Regions from separate parts of the Mus musculus genome. Here region 2 is linked to region 1. A link is a contact called in public ChIA-PET data. All regions are on one chromosome and are shown on one strand. The core of a region is the stretch at or near the end of the contact, and the rest is flanking DNA. Distances in the headings are between cores, read along the strand shown. Region 1 overlaps Fhdc1 (FH2 domain containing 1). Region 2 overlaps 4930565D16Rik (RIKEN cDNA 4930565D16 gene).

Region 1 (6,733 bases), core at 3,514-6,013:
GATTGGGGGTGGTGGTGGTGTGGCTATTGTCATACAGACAAGGCTTGTCTCCAGCTCACTCTGTAGCTTTGGCTAGCCTTCCCTGTTCCCGCTGTCTTTTATGCTAGGATGACAGGTGTGTGCCTCCACACCCAGAGCTGTGTGTCATTTTTACTGTGAGGGATGGACAATAAAAATTTCCATGAAAGTATATTAGAAGCACTGTGATAATTACCATATTTACATATTAGAAATTCTCCCCTGTGCACCAGTATTATACTTGGACGGGGTTTTAACTTTCTTGTTCCTTCCAGCCACTTTTATTTTTATTTAGTTATTTTGTTGATTTGAGACAGGATGTCTCTGTGTGGCCCTGGCTATAATATACTAGAATTTTCTCTGTAGATCAGACTGACTCAGGACTCACAGAGATCTTTCTACCTCTGCCTCCTTAAGCACTGAGATTAAAGGTGTCTGCCACACCCTGCCTGGACTAGGCTGTTTTTATTTATATTTAAAACGTTTTATGCATCTGTTTCTTCCCAGGTTACCGTCTTGGATGCAAAGCGAAGTATGAACATTGGCATATTTCTTAAGCAGTTTAAAAAGTAAGATTTTTTTTGCATATGTCTGGAATTGTAGCTATATCCATGCTATGAGGGTGTGGCTGAGCTGAAATTCAGATTCTAATCTTCGCTAGGGACATTCCATACTCCTCCATGTCCGCCCTAGACATGTCGCTCTGTGGCCTACAAGTGTCAGTCTTTGCTGTGAGCTCACAATCTCGAAATGAGGAAAAAAGGCCATGCAGTGTCTGCTGGAGGCCTCTGTGTGTGTGTGTGTCTATATGTATGTGTGTATGCATGTGTGTCTGTGTGTCTAAATGTGTGTGTGTGTGTCTGTGTGTCTAAATGTGTGTGTGTGTCTATATGTATGTGTGTATGCGTGTGTGTCTGTGTGTCTAAATGTGTGTGTGTGTCTAAATGTGTGTGTGTCTGTGTCTAAATGTGTGTGTGTGTGTCTGTGTCTAAATGTGTGTGTGTGTCTATATGTATGTGTGTATGCGTGTATGTCTGTGTGTCTAAATGTGTGTGTTAAATTCTTTGATGATATCCTATACACATATTTGGTCCCTTATTACTCTCATCCCTGCTGCCCCTGAAAATGTTTTTCCTAACAAACTAGTAAGTCCAATTCTATTTTGATGTCTTTTTTTTTTTTAACCTACTGAGTTTAAATATGGTTGTTTGCATGAGTGGAGGGGTCATTTACAGGAACACAGGCTACTTATCAATGGCTGTACCGCTGAGGAGAACGCACCAGCCCCTGGACCCACTCATTGTTCATTGAGCCTCAGTCGGGCGCGGGCCTCCCCTCCTCAGGGAAAGTTTTCACTCAGCCTCCCCTAAAGATCCCAGTGGCTGGTGCTGCTGTCCTCCTTCCTGGGATTCCTGGGGACTTTTTCTGGAGGAGGGAGCCTTAGAGTGGTTTTCAGTAGTGGCCCTGGTAGGTCCTCAGAACCCGGAAGAAGCAAGCGGAAGAGAGGGAGCAGGTGGCAGAGGGGGGAGGGGGATGTGATTTAGTTTCCATTGGGTTGTGTCCCTGTTGGCATGGCAGGCAGTGGACACAATTCCGCAATTCCGTATCTTTTCAAGGTCTCCTCAGTCCATCGTAGAGGATATCTATCAAGGAAAGAGCGAGCATTACGGATCAGAGACGCTTCGAGAAATCCTTAAGCTTTTGCCGGAGTCAGAAGAGGTAAGGAACTTGACACGCCCAGGTTTGGGTGTTTGGAGTGGGGCGCAAAGCTCTATGTTCTACTGGGTGTCAACGGCCCTTTTCGAAGGGTACTGTCCTTCCCAGGGTCAGAAGGGTCTCATGTCAAAATAAAAGGTGACAGACAGTCCGATAGAAAGAGCCAGGCTTATAGACTCAGAGTGTCTGTTCACACGGAGCGGTGCCGGAACGGAGAAACCCGGGCAAGGTTGTGAACACCTGCGAACTTTAGATTCCTCACCTGTAAAATGAGGACAATAGCCCTTACCTCACCGGTTCCCAGGATGACTAAGTCCTGCTTAGACAGCCAGCAGGGTACTTGGCACATGGCAGCTCAATAAAGTTCAGTTTTCTTTTCCATCATCTTAACATTTGACCTTTGCTTAGAATGAACCCAGGTCACGATAGCTACACCTTGGGGTGTTTTGTTTGTTTGTTCTTTGGGGATTTTTGTTTGTTTGTTTTTTCAAAAAGGAAAAGAAAAGCAGTTTTGAATAAAGATACTGTAATACTGTAACTGTTGGTGAGTATTAGCGTAGGACATTCTAACTGACTAAAAGGGAGGACTTGCTGTGGTCACAGAAAGTACTGTGCTAGGAAGGTATTGGTGTTGTTTAGACCAGATTAGTTAGTTATTGGGTGGTTAGGAGCTTTATAGGAGAAAAGAGAATAGCAATTTAAAACTTTACAAAATATATTTCTTATTGTGTGTGTTGGGGTTGAGAGAGTGAGACAGCACTCCACTGGAGGTCAAAGGGCAGCTTCATGGTCCCCAAGGGTCAGACTCAGCCCACACACACCTGACTTAAAGGCTAGAAAGAGCCCTTACACACAGAGCCAAAGCCCTGGGCCTTGGCTCTAGAGTAGCAATCGTTAAAGCCATCCACAGTTGTGACGAAGGCAACCCTTATTTCTGAAGAAAAATTCAAGAAGAAATTACCCATATCCGTATGCCAATAATCACTGAAATAGAACAGCATATCATTTTACAAAAGATTTTATTTCTGTAAATAAAAATGAAAAGAGACATTTTGTAAGTAAAAGGTAAGGAGTAGCTGAAGTGCGCTCGGATGTCTGAGGCTCTGGTGGGTCCCTAGTGCTGTAAGAAAAACAAATAACAAATAAAGATGGTAATTGGCTCACATATCCTGTCTTCCAAAAGTCCTGCGGACTCCTCATTGAACCCCCATCCCAGACATCACTTATGAAAGTTGACTGTAATGCCATCAGTAACAGGAGGGATAGATTTTTTTTTTTTATGTTAACTGGTTTTAAGTTCACAGTGGATATTAGTGGGTAACTGGAGACTCTAGTTATATTCATATATATCTGATAATGGGACACACTCTCTCTGCTCCAGATTTTATTTACAAATGAAGTGTAATTTACTTAAGCCCAGATTAATAAATGACATTTATTAATGTAATTGAAGAGTCTTAAAGACCAATGGTCCATTCTCTTTTTTCCTGTATGAAGAATGAGGGTTTAAGAATCTTTGCTAGACTAAGTAGGGTCTAATTAATTTGCGTTTAGGAAAGAGTACTTGCGTTCAGCTCAGAGTGCCTCCCTAGCACGCATGCAGACCTGGATTTGAGTGGGTTTGGAACTGTATTCCCGCAAAGCTTCTCTCCTGACCTCCTTAGCGTTGTTCGGAGTGCTCAGCCCTGACTGAACTCATCACTTTAAAAAAGAAATTATCAAATTTGACAGTGCAGGTGGAAGTGCTCACAAGGCTTCTCATGGTAAACTGAGGCCGGGGAGTGAGGGGAGGCTGCCAGCTTTATGCTGTGACGAGCTGGGAGACACTGTTGTCTTAATATTTGTAATTTTCATGTTCCGTTCAGAAATGAAATGAAATTAGAAAACACAGATTAGTTTTTCCGAAGAGCCAATAGCTGTCGAAGCACCTCTATTTTAAAGATCTTTTTTCTGTTGTCTGAGTTTTGTGGGCTATCACTGGAGCGGAAGCTGTACAGGGGTGGTGGGGGTGGGGCAAGTGAGGAAGAAGCACCTAAGAGTCAGCCTGGTCTCCCAGGCCCCCCAGTTCCAGTTAGTGAGCTAATTGGAAAGAAAGCCTGGGATGGGACCCCTGAGGTGCCTTTGTATTCCCTGTCTGCAGAGCCAAAGCACACACACACATAACCCCCCCCAACCTCACACACACACAACACACACACACACACACATACACACAAACACACACACACACACACACACACACACACACACACACACACACACACCCTACCCCGTGCAGGGTCAACCTCCGTCTAATCGTGTGACAGGCCTGCCCCTCATCTTGTTTACATTACTGACTCTGGGCTGCAGCTCACCACACCCTCCACACTCAGCTTCAGCAGAACCCCCCCCCCCACACACACACACCAGGACACCCCTCCTGGAGCTGCCAGGGGTAGGTGCTGTCTGAGGGGCTTCAGGGGAAACAGAAGCTGCCTTAAGAATGCTCTGTACCCCATGGTACTCTCTAGAGTCTCAGAGCCCCAGTGGTCTATGATGGAGGTGAACGGATATGCTAAGGACATGGAGGAGCCTGGGCCAAAATGAGAGAGGGTTGGGAACGTGGCAGAGATACAGGAGCAAATGCTTAAGTGTGCTGGAATGTAACACAGTTCTTCGTTTTGGCACAGGAAAGGACTAGACTTCTCCGGAAGCCCTCCTATGCCAGGCACTGGAGGGGATGAAATGAAACTGGGTGATGCTTTATCCACAGCACAGAGAAAGTCCATCAGCCAGGGAGGTGATTACTCTGAGCCTTTTCTTCATCTGCCCTTCACAGGGACACTAGGAGAATCCCCTTGTTTGTAAATCGCATCGGCTCTCAGGGGTTAGAGGGTGTCTTAGGATTGCAGAGGGAGATACAAGAGGGATGGTCTTGAACCCTAGTTTCTTTGACCCTGAACAGTTCTTTCTGTTGCCCTCTGCTCTATATCCTTGGAAGAAGGAAGGGCAAAGGTTGTCAAAACTGCACGCTCACACCACGTGGTCTGGCAGCCTTTCATCACCTCTGCTATCTCAGCCTCGGTGTGAGCAAGTGTCATTCGAACCCTCCTGTAACCTTATCAGCACGCTGACAAATATGAGCGGAAACAGCCGTTTTCTGCTCCTGCCGTCTCCTCAGCTGACAGGCCAGCCGCAGCCAAGGTTAATTTGTCATCAGGGATTTCTCTGCCCTTCACCACTTAGCCTTTATGTGGCCTGTTTGATCATCTTTCTTCCAGTATGTAGCTAGCCCACGCAGAGGAAGAGCTGGGCCCCCGATAAAAGTTCGGGGTGTGTTTTTGTCTACCAGTGATTCCCGTGCCGGGGATGAGGGTGAGGAGGGGCCGGGGTTGTGGTCCAGCCTGGCCTGCCCTGCTTTTGCTGGGGGCCACTGCTCCATTGACGATCTCAGTGTGCCAGGAACACAGCGGGAAGGTGCTGTTTGAGTTGTCTGCTCTGGTCTCTGGTGGATACTCCCCCTACCCCATACTGAGGAAGAAACCAGGGCTTCCTGCATCCTGGAGCAGCCCTTTGTGGCCGAGCACACCCTCTTCCCTCTTAGTTGCTGTCTCTTCTGTAGGTAGCATGTTTGCAGGAAGTCCTGCCTCTCTGAGGCTGTTCCAGTAGATTGAGGCAGGAGGAGGAGGCTGCCATTTGGCCTTGTGAATCTTAAGAGCATGTTCTGGCTTTTACAACACACCACAGGGCACAACAGGGGTCATAATGAGAGGCCCTGGGCTCAGCCAGCAAAATTACGCCTAGCAGTGTTTAAGGCGTGATTTCTGATAATGACAAGAATGCATAATAATTATAGTTTACTCACCTCTCCCCTTGCCTCTCCGCCACTGGGAAGGCACCGTAATCCCTCTTAATGAATACAAAGCTTGCTGGGAACGAACATGAAGAACTATATACACAACATTTAAATTTCTGTCTTCCATCTCCTTTCCTTTAAGATCTATAAACAGTTTTGGGCCTCCTGCATAAGTGAAGGAGATTAATCCTTGCTCTGTCACAGTTTAGCGTATGTTTAGGAGAAGTACTTAAAAGTTTACTTAGAATGGCCCATTCTCATGCTTCAGCCTGAAATTTGTGCTGTTTTCCTAAGCTTTGCACACAGTGAGCAGAGGGTCTTCAAAAAGGTCCAGCCTCACTCTGCCCCTGCCCATATATAGCGAACTGTTCATTCAACTCTGCTCCAGGAGGAATCCGAATCCAGCCTAGGGCTGTCTCTGCTCACAAGTCAGGCACTAGTTGCAATTGAGCTAAACCGGAAGTGTTCAGAGTCCATATGTTGCAGCAAGGTTAAAAATTGGTAAATTCACTTGTGGCTCTCTGAAAATGGGGCAAATGCAGTTTTAGACGTGGCTGTTTTCTGCCCTAACCGAAAAATAAGCAAACAGCAACAACAAACAAAACCGAGAAGCATCCCGCCCAGTTCAGTAGCAGAACTTATTTGCATAGCAGACATGAGGCCCTGGCTTCATCCCAGCTCTGCAAAACTGCAACAGGTGAGAAAAGCAGCCTTGAGGGAGGTCCAACACCGGTTCCGAGTGCCACCGGGACGGGCTACAGCTTCCATTGCTTCAGAGAGCTTGGAGTCATGTGGCCAATAACAATCCAGAGAGTGGGAGAGAAGAGACTTGCAGAGAGCCTGCGAAGTGTAATGTGACTGGGTGGGTGGCTCCATTGCTGTGTAGCATTACAAGACCCTGGGCTGAATATCCACCGTTAAGATGAAGGGAAAGTGCAAATTGGTCAGCACTTCCTCTCAGCAGTTCGCTGCAAGCATGGGCTGTGCCTGTCACTAACAGGACTAAGGTACTACTCACCATAAAGATCCTTAAGAGTGACCTTAGGAGGGATTCTGCTCTTAGCTTGGTCCTGTTTTCTGTGTGGAGAAGGCAGGACCTTTCTGTCTAATCAGTTTGAAAGCTTTGAATCTCTCTGCCTGCCAGTCCTTCTGCTGTATATACGT
Region 2 (7,125 bases), core at 1,883-4,382, 110 kb after region 1:
TGGAGCTCACTCACCAGGCTGGCCTCGAACTCAGAAATCTGCCTGCCTCTGTCTCCCAAGTGCTGGAATTAAAGGTGTGCACCACCACTGCCCAGCTCTCCTCTTTATCCCCAAAGCTGTATCCATGTCTTCAAGGCCAGAGCCAGCATTTCCTCTGCTGCAATGCCTGGATCCTACAACTTAGATTGTCTCCTCGAACCTGTGCTTTGTAGCATGTGTTGAGTTCTTTCCTTAATTATACATATTTGTGCATGTCTATAACATTTCACCCTGGATTGTCACATCACCGCGAGGGGACAACATTGTGATCTTTTCCTTGCTCCATCTAAAAAGCTATCATAGTGCCAACAAGATCTTACTCAGTGAAATCTTTCACCCCGGAAACCTCCTCACCCTCATGCTCTGGTCAGTACCCCTATGCATTCCCCCCACGACTTTCCTTTTCTTTCTGTGTCTGTAGCCATTCCACAGTTCATTGTGTGGCTCCAGGTGGTTACACCATCCGGGAGAAGAGATGGCATCCTGGAGAAGAGAGAGCTGCCCCCTGACTTCACACAGGCCTCAGTTCCACATCCTGCTTCTCTATCCTATTCCGACAAAAGATTTTCATTCCTGGGAACTGGAGCGAAGGTGACTCTGCTTCTTGGGTTTTGGGAAAGATTCAGGTAGATGTATAAGGCACCTGGATCATCGTGGATGCTCAGTGATGGGCTCTAGGATGTAATTCAGTGAAAGAACACAAACTTAGTACACCACAGCTCCCAGTTCAGTCTTCAGCAAGTACACACACACACACACACACACACACACACAGACAGACACACACAGAGACAGACACACACAGACACACACACACAGACACACACACACACAGACACACACACACACACCACAATGTCTGAAGGGTCTCTCTTGACCCAGTCAGCTGCATGGGCTTTTCTTGTATTGATCAGAAAGCTCTAAACACTGAAATTCTCTGCCACAAGGCTCTAAATACCTATAGCTGGTTCATTGCACAGTGTGTGTTACCATCTTTCTCAGATACTTACTTGCACTTCTTCCCAAACTATCAGTTGTTGATAAGTGGCCCATATGCTGCACTTTGAGCAAGCCTGCGTATCCCAGCTCCATCTCTGGTTCATAGTTTCCCCACTGCTTACCTACATCAATCACATCAGCTTTCTGTGATGGCGACAAGAACAAAACAAAACAAAACAAAAACGGCAAACAAACAAAAATCCCAGCTGTACTGGCTAGTTTTGTGTCAATTTGACACAGGCTGGAGTTATCACAGAGAAAGGAGCTTCAGTTGGGGAAATGCCTCCATGAGATCCAGCTGTAAGGCATTTTCTCAATTAGTGATCAAGGGGGGAGGTCCCCTTGTGGATGGGACCATCTCTGGGTTGGTAGTCTTGGTTCTATAATACAGCAGGCTGAGCAAGCCAGGGGAAGCAAGCCAGTAAGGAACATCCCTCCATGGCCTCTGCATCAGCTCCTGCTTCCTGACCTGCCTGAGTTCCAGTCCTGACTTCCTTTGGTGATGAACAGCAATGTGAAAAGTGTGAGCTGAATAAACCCTTTCCTCCCCAACTTGCTTCTTGATCATGATGATTGTGCAGGACTAGAAACCCTGACTAAGACACCAACCAACACCAGCACTCCCGATATCCAGCTTGTAAGGAGATTGGTGTATTTGTCTTAGCTTCCCAGGTTCCATCCACAGTTGCACAGTCCTGTCGCCTTGGGCCTGTAGCAGCCCAGTACTTCATGGTAGGAAGCAAACAGAGGGAAAGGAAGAGCCTGGGCCACTGTCTCTTTCAGTGCATACCTCCAGTGGCCAACCCTTCTTTCACAAGGCCCCAGTTCTCCACCACATCCCCGTAATGCTGTGGGTGGGGACTGGGCCTTTGGGAGGCTCTCCAGCTCACTGCTGTGTGTATAGCACTACCCATGACAGAGGCCCATCCTCAGCCCTTCCTCATCTCCAGGTGTTGTTCTTGTACAGACAGGTGAGTCCTTCCAGCGGGTTCCGCCGCTAGCAGTCTTCACTGTGTGGCAGCACTCTTCATGTGGAAGAATGGAAAACGCACCTACTAGAATTTTGTGATGTTTCCTGGTTTTCATTTTGGATGATACAGGGGGGCCATAGCTTATACTTTGCCAAAGCTATTTTGCCCATGTTAGAAATATTCTGATATATTTATTCCAAATTATCCAATGTCCTCTGAACTTGAAGGTATCTTTAAAACACACATCTTTTCCTAAGCTTTGTGCCCACCATGGAGGGAGGGTTCCTCTGGGCCAGGAAGAAATGCAAGTCATGTCCATGTCCTAGATGTCACCTGAGTTAGACTGGAGCAGAGCAAGGTGGCACCACATACCAGGCTCTGGGAGAGTGCTTACACACGGGAGAACAGCAATGGGACATCAGCATTTTAATGAACAATTTTAATGGCTTACCCCGAGTAATCCCCCTGATTTGGAAGGATTAAATTTCGTTTGACAAAACCACTGGTGCATGGGGAAAGAAGTCTCCTGAACTACTTATTGCTCCAGCAGGGGCTTGGCAGGGCCAGGGGGCCTGCAAGATACACAGCTGGTGGGAACCACTGTGTCCAGACTCGTGAAAACTGCCTGGCACCTGAAAACAGGCCCTTCAAAACAGTCACAAGAAGTTGGGGTCAAACCTACTGAGGTGATGGAGAGGAAAACAGAGTCTAAGCCACGTTAGCTACAACCAGCGCAGACTCCGTTCCCTACCGGTCTCATAGGTTCTCCGTTCATCTCCCTCTTCCCTCCCTCTCCTGATCCCCATCCCAAGCCATCAGATATTCTGTATATTTAGATGGCCCCCAATTTATAATCATATTGCTAAGAGAAATTAAAGAAGATATAGTAGGAAGGTATTTCCTGTTGAACTTTTATACCCCGGAAGGCAGTAATATTATTCAAATTTCCATACTACACAAAGTGATCTAAAAACTCAGTGTTATTGTGTGTAGGTGTGTGTGTGTGTTGGGGGAGTGTGTGTCTGTAAACATGAGTGCAGGTACCCTCAGAGGCCAGAGACTTCAGGTCCCCTGGAGCTGGAGTTCCAGACAGTTGTGTGCCACCTGCTGTTGATGCTGGGAACTACATCTGGGTCCTCTGAGAGTCAGCTCTGAGGTTAAACGTTTTTAACCTCTGAGCTGACTCTCCAGGCTCTAGCCTTCATTGTTTTCAACTTTAATTCCATTAAAACCATTTTGGGCATATATGTGTTCATGTGCCCATGTGTGGGGTCCCCTGCTTGTGTCAGCTCCTGTAAAGGTCAGAGGACAACTTTCAGGAGTCAATTCTCATCTTCACTGTTATCGGAGGCAGAATCTCTTGCTTGTGGTCTGTTTCAGGCTAGCTGGCCAGAGAGCTTCCAGGCAGCGTGCTTCCCCTGTCTCACCACAGGAGCACTGGCCTTACAGATGTGTGCTACCGAATCCAGCCTTTATATGTAGGTTCTGGGGATTCACAGCTTTTACCCATTAAGACATCTTTCTGGCCCCAGGTTTTTTTTAGCAACAGTTCCCACACATTTACTAGCCAGTATCCCTGTCAGTAAAACCCTTTCTTCTCCTCTGTTGGCTGCAATGTTAATTCACCTACCTTTTTGGTATGGACTCAGACATTTCTCTTCTAAATTGTGAAGCAAATGTTCATTGGAATTTAGACAGGATTTGTATTATTTCTTGAATTTTTCAATGACCTCAAACTTTGGGTTTTCAAATTCGAAGGTAGGAAGCAAATTCTTTGTCTGCGTTGGCAAACATTTGAGCCTCAAAAGCTCTGCTCAGCCCTTGGGACTGCTACTCCGGGGCCATAGCGGCAGGCCCTCCAGATGTCTGTGGCCTTGATTTGTATTCTCCCTTCCTGTCCATGAAGAGTTTCTCTTCAGGATTAATTTTCTTATTAAACGTCACCTCTGTCACAGCAGAAGTGTGCTGCACAGACTGCCTACCAAAGTCCAGGCAAGAGACCTCAGAGCCTCTGAAGACCACGCTGCCCTGAGCAACTTGCCCTGAGTCCTGAGCAGCCACGGCCACCACCACAATTTCAGACGTTTTAAAATGGACTGTAGTTCACTTCTCCTCTCTCCAGTGTGGTGCTTGGGTTGTTCCGGGACTGGCTAGAAGGAGCCCATCCTCTGTTCCCTGACCTGCAGCCCTGGCTCACTTGATGACAAAACAAAATGCTTAGCCAAAGAAAGGAAGAAAAGAGAGAGCCATGGAGACGGTAGAAAGAGAGCAGGAGGGGCTGCTGAGGAGACTGGGGGCATAGGGGCAGACTAGGAGCCCTCTGTGAGAATCGGCCTGTCAGTCTCTCAGGATGTAAGGACCAGAGAGCTGCATATGAGAACACTATGGTGGTACCTGTGCTCTGGGGCCATTCTTGACAGTAACAAATGATGGAGGGACAACCCAGGAGTGGGTAGGGAGTGGAGAAGAAAATGGCCTTCAACTTTTAGCATCTACTCAAGCATCTAGATACAACTTGGTTGTGTAAAAAGTATGGAAGTGGTTCCATATTTTTCAACTGTGTGTGTGTGTATGTGTGTGTGTGTGTGTGTGTGTGTGTGTGTGTGTGTTGTATGTGTATGTATTCAACTGTATATTTTCATTCTTTGTGAGCCCTCTCCAGGACTCTCCCCAGATCTGCTTGGCTTTCTTCTCCTGTCGGTCAGCCTCATCTCCCACGGGGCAGGAGTGCTTCCTGGGCCATTCTAGATTAGCCACGCTATTTTAACAACCTCTTTGTCATGGCTGGGACAAAAATTCCTGCAAATGTCTCTGCCTGGCCCCGATCAGAGCCTATCCTTGTGCCTGGATGGATTCTCACAGCCAGGCCTGGCCTATGAAACTCTCCTTAGAACAGGGAGTGTGGGTGAAGCCTGTCAAAACATACAGGTTGGGAGTGCAGAGATGGCTGGGTTACCCAAGATCTCTGGAGTTGACTACCAAAAACGAGAAGGGAAAATCTGGAAAACTGACAGGAAGTCTCGTTCATTGTGTGTGAAACACGGAGCTTGGTGACTGTGAGACTGGCTGATGAACCAAGGTGTAGCCATTTTGCAGGACAGCCCTTTGTCCCTCTGCATAAGCCCCCTTACAAGAAAGAAGCCCTGACATTCCCTTGGACACTGAGGCCTCTGTCCATCTGTCCTTGCTGCTGGCCTAGGCACTGATGACAGTGCTGCCCAGGAGCACAGAGGATGAAAATAGGCCAAGCCTCTCCTAAGGAGGCTTTCCATCAAGACGGGCCCCTGTTTCATCATCTCTCCCTAGGCCTAGCAGGTCCAACAGGGACATGTCTGTCACGGTGGTGCGTTACGTCATGTCAGATGGCAATCGAAGGTGCTGTTAACTTAAGCTGACAGGAGCGCTGTGGCAATCTGCTTATCTGAATGCCACCCTTGCTGAGTAGAGGGCCATTATCAGGATTATTCACACAGTGTTACAGCAGTTGGAAGTCTGCAGATTCCTAATTACATCACCTTCTCTTTAGCCACTCAGCACAGATGGGACCTCAAAGGAGACTACCTCCCCCTTCCCCTTACACACCCATTAGGAGTATAATGTCACACTAGGTCAACTTCCAGTGTGCTTTCGCTGTCTCCAAGACCTGCTTTCTGGGTTCCTTCCACAGGTGTGGGCAGTCAGGATTGAGACCCTGTTAGAGCATGAGGCCCTTTCTTGGGATGGTCAGGCCAACACTGGTGTCCAGTGGCCCAAAGTTTTCAACTGACCTATAAAGTTCGAATCTATTTTCCAAATGTGCTGTTTCTTTCAGAACACACAGGGACTGCAAAAGGAGAAAACACAGCATTCGTATGTCAAGGTTCCTTCAAGAGTCCATAGACCCTCCCCAGCTTGCTCACATGAAGCCAACCATGATCTCCACCCTGGGCACACCCCTCCTACGCCTCCTCCTCCAACAAGCCTCCACCTGCAAGGCAAACACGCTCAGAGTTCACCCGCCACACGTACCTTCCCATGCAAACCCAACAAAATTGATGGCAGAAACTGTGGGAAAGAGGCAGGAAGAGAGACTGTGGTTAGCAAGGTGGGTTCAGAGGCGTGGGCTTCTTCATCGCTACGATCCAATAACAACACGAAAGAAAAACACAGCCTGAACTTGAAGCTGAGCAGTTCAGGAGGAAGATCAAGGGTTAGAAGCGAAGGTAGAATCTCTTAAATCCGTGTACCAACTTATTCTCAAGATGTGTTTGAAAGCGCAACCATGCCCTGCATCAAACAATGCTTCAGACTCAGGTGGCAGCTCTCACTCCCCCTCTGGGCTTAGCTGCTCCAGAAACCAGTGCTTCGGAGGAATATTTTGGGAGCCCCCGATTTGTCCCAGCTGTCTCTTATGGGCTCAGGGATGGACATTTCGTGCGGCATTCTCTGATGTATGCCTCTGTGTCTTAACTTTCCCCTTTGCCATATCAATCATATCTGATTAGGGCATAGTCTCGATGATCTCACTTTGATCAGATGTCCAAATAAACTCACTTTCCGCGGTACGGAGGCATAGTGGTCGCCAATCTGGATCAAGGCGGTGTGGTTACAGCACAGCTCTACCCATGATGCTCTAGTTTCCCAGCCTCCCATGCGGTGAGTTTCTGCTCTCAAGGCAGTGCTCTGGTACTAACACATCATCATTTTTCCTTCCAGCCTTTTCATTGGCTGAGTACATCTGACAGACTCTGCCATCTACAGCTCATGGGAAGAGCTTGGAGGTGTCATTACATCAGAGGAAGGCCTGGGTTTCCTCTCTCTCTCAAGATCATGATGCTGTTGAGGGGGTCGGAGTTCTGAGTTCCTCAAGGTGATGGAGCTCATTCCAGGATGGAGAGGTTCCTCCTCTGTCAGGTCTCCTCAGACCAACTCTGAGTAGTCGGTGGCTATGACAACTGTCTCCCACAAGAATGCTTGCATTAGCAGCTTTTCGTTACGGTGACAAGACCCCCAAATCAGCAACTTACAGGAGGAAGATTTATTTGGCTTGTGACTCCAACCTACAGTCCAATCTACAGCACTGTGGTTTTGGCCTGTGGCAAGGCAGAGTATCTTGGTGAACTGCAGATGGTCCATG

Evidence for each region. ChIA-PET counts read pairs in DNA pulled down with a chosen protein or histone mark.
Region 2: a contact with region 1 is called in an SMC1A ChIA-PET map of the G1E-ER4 cell line, with 22 read pairs. The contact joins two enhancer-like sites. A contact is called at or near these places in 1 of 15 datasets of contacts at CTCF or cohesin (the G1E-ER4 cell line), 69 of 484 Hi-C or Micro-C datasets (the AML12 cell line, the C2C12 cell line, the G1E-ER4 cell line and 40 more), 22 of 115 datasets of contacts at active chromatin or transcription factors (CD8 T cells, the HPC-7 cell line, the NIH/3T3 cell line and 16 more) and 5 of 9 other capture datasets (adipose tissue, embryonic stem cells, embryonic tail and 2 more).

What each region holds. Positions count from the first base shown.
Region 1 is chr3:84,459,276-84,466,008 of GRCm38.p6, reverse strand. Fhdc1 (FH2 domain containing 1) reads left to right here. Exons shown (of 12, transcript NM_001205355.1): 3 at 526-587; 4 at 1,635-1,737. Among named protein-coding and RNA genes, the nearest start is that of Fhdc1, 17 kb to the left of the region's middle. Within about 2 kb of position 4,763, at least 87 of the 459 cell types and tissues checked have an H3K27ac peak or open chromatin away from gene starts, as enhancers often do. A contact at or near this core is called in the G1E-ER4 cell line, the HPC-7 cell line and granulosa cells, where this site is marked.
Region 2 is chr3:84,348,803-84,355,927 of GRCm38.p6, reverse strand. It overlaps 4930565D16Rik (RIKEN cDNA 4930565D16 gene), which reads left to right. Exons shown (of 4, transcript NR_040752.1): 4 at 5,821-6,552. Among named protein-coding and RNA genes, the nearest start is that of 4930565D16Rik, 28 kb to the left of the region's middle. Within about 2 kb of position 3,132, at least 11 of the 459 cell types and tissues checked have an H3K27ac peak or open chromatin away from gene starts, as enhancers often do. A contact at or near this core is called in the G1E-ER4 cell line, the HPC-7 cell line and granulosa cells, where this site is marked.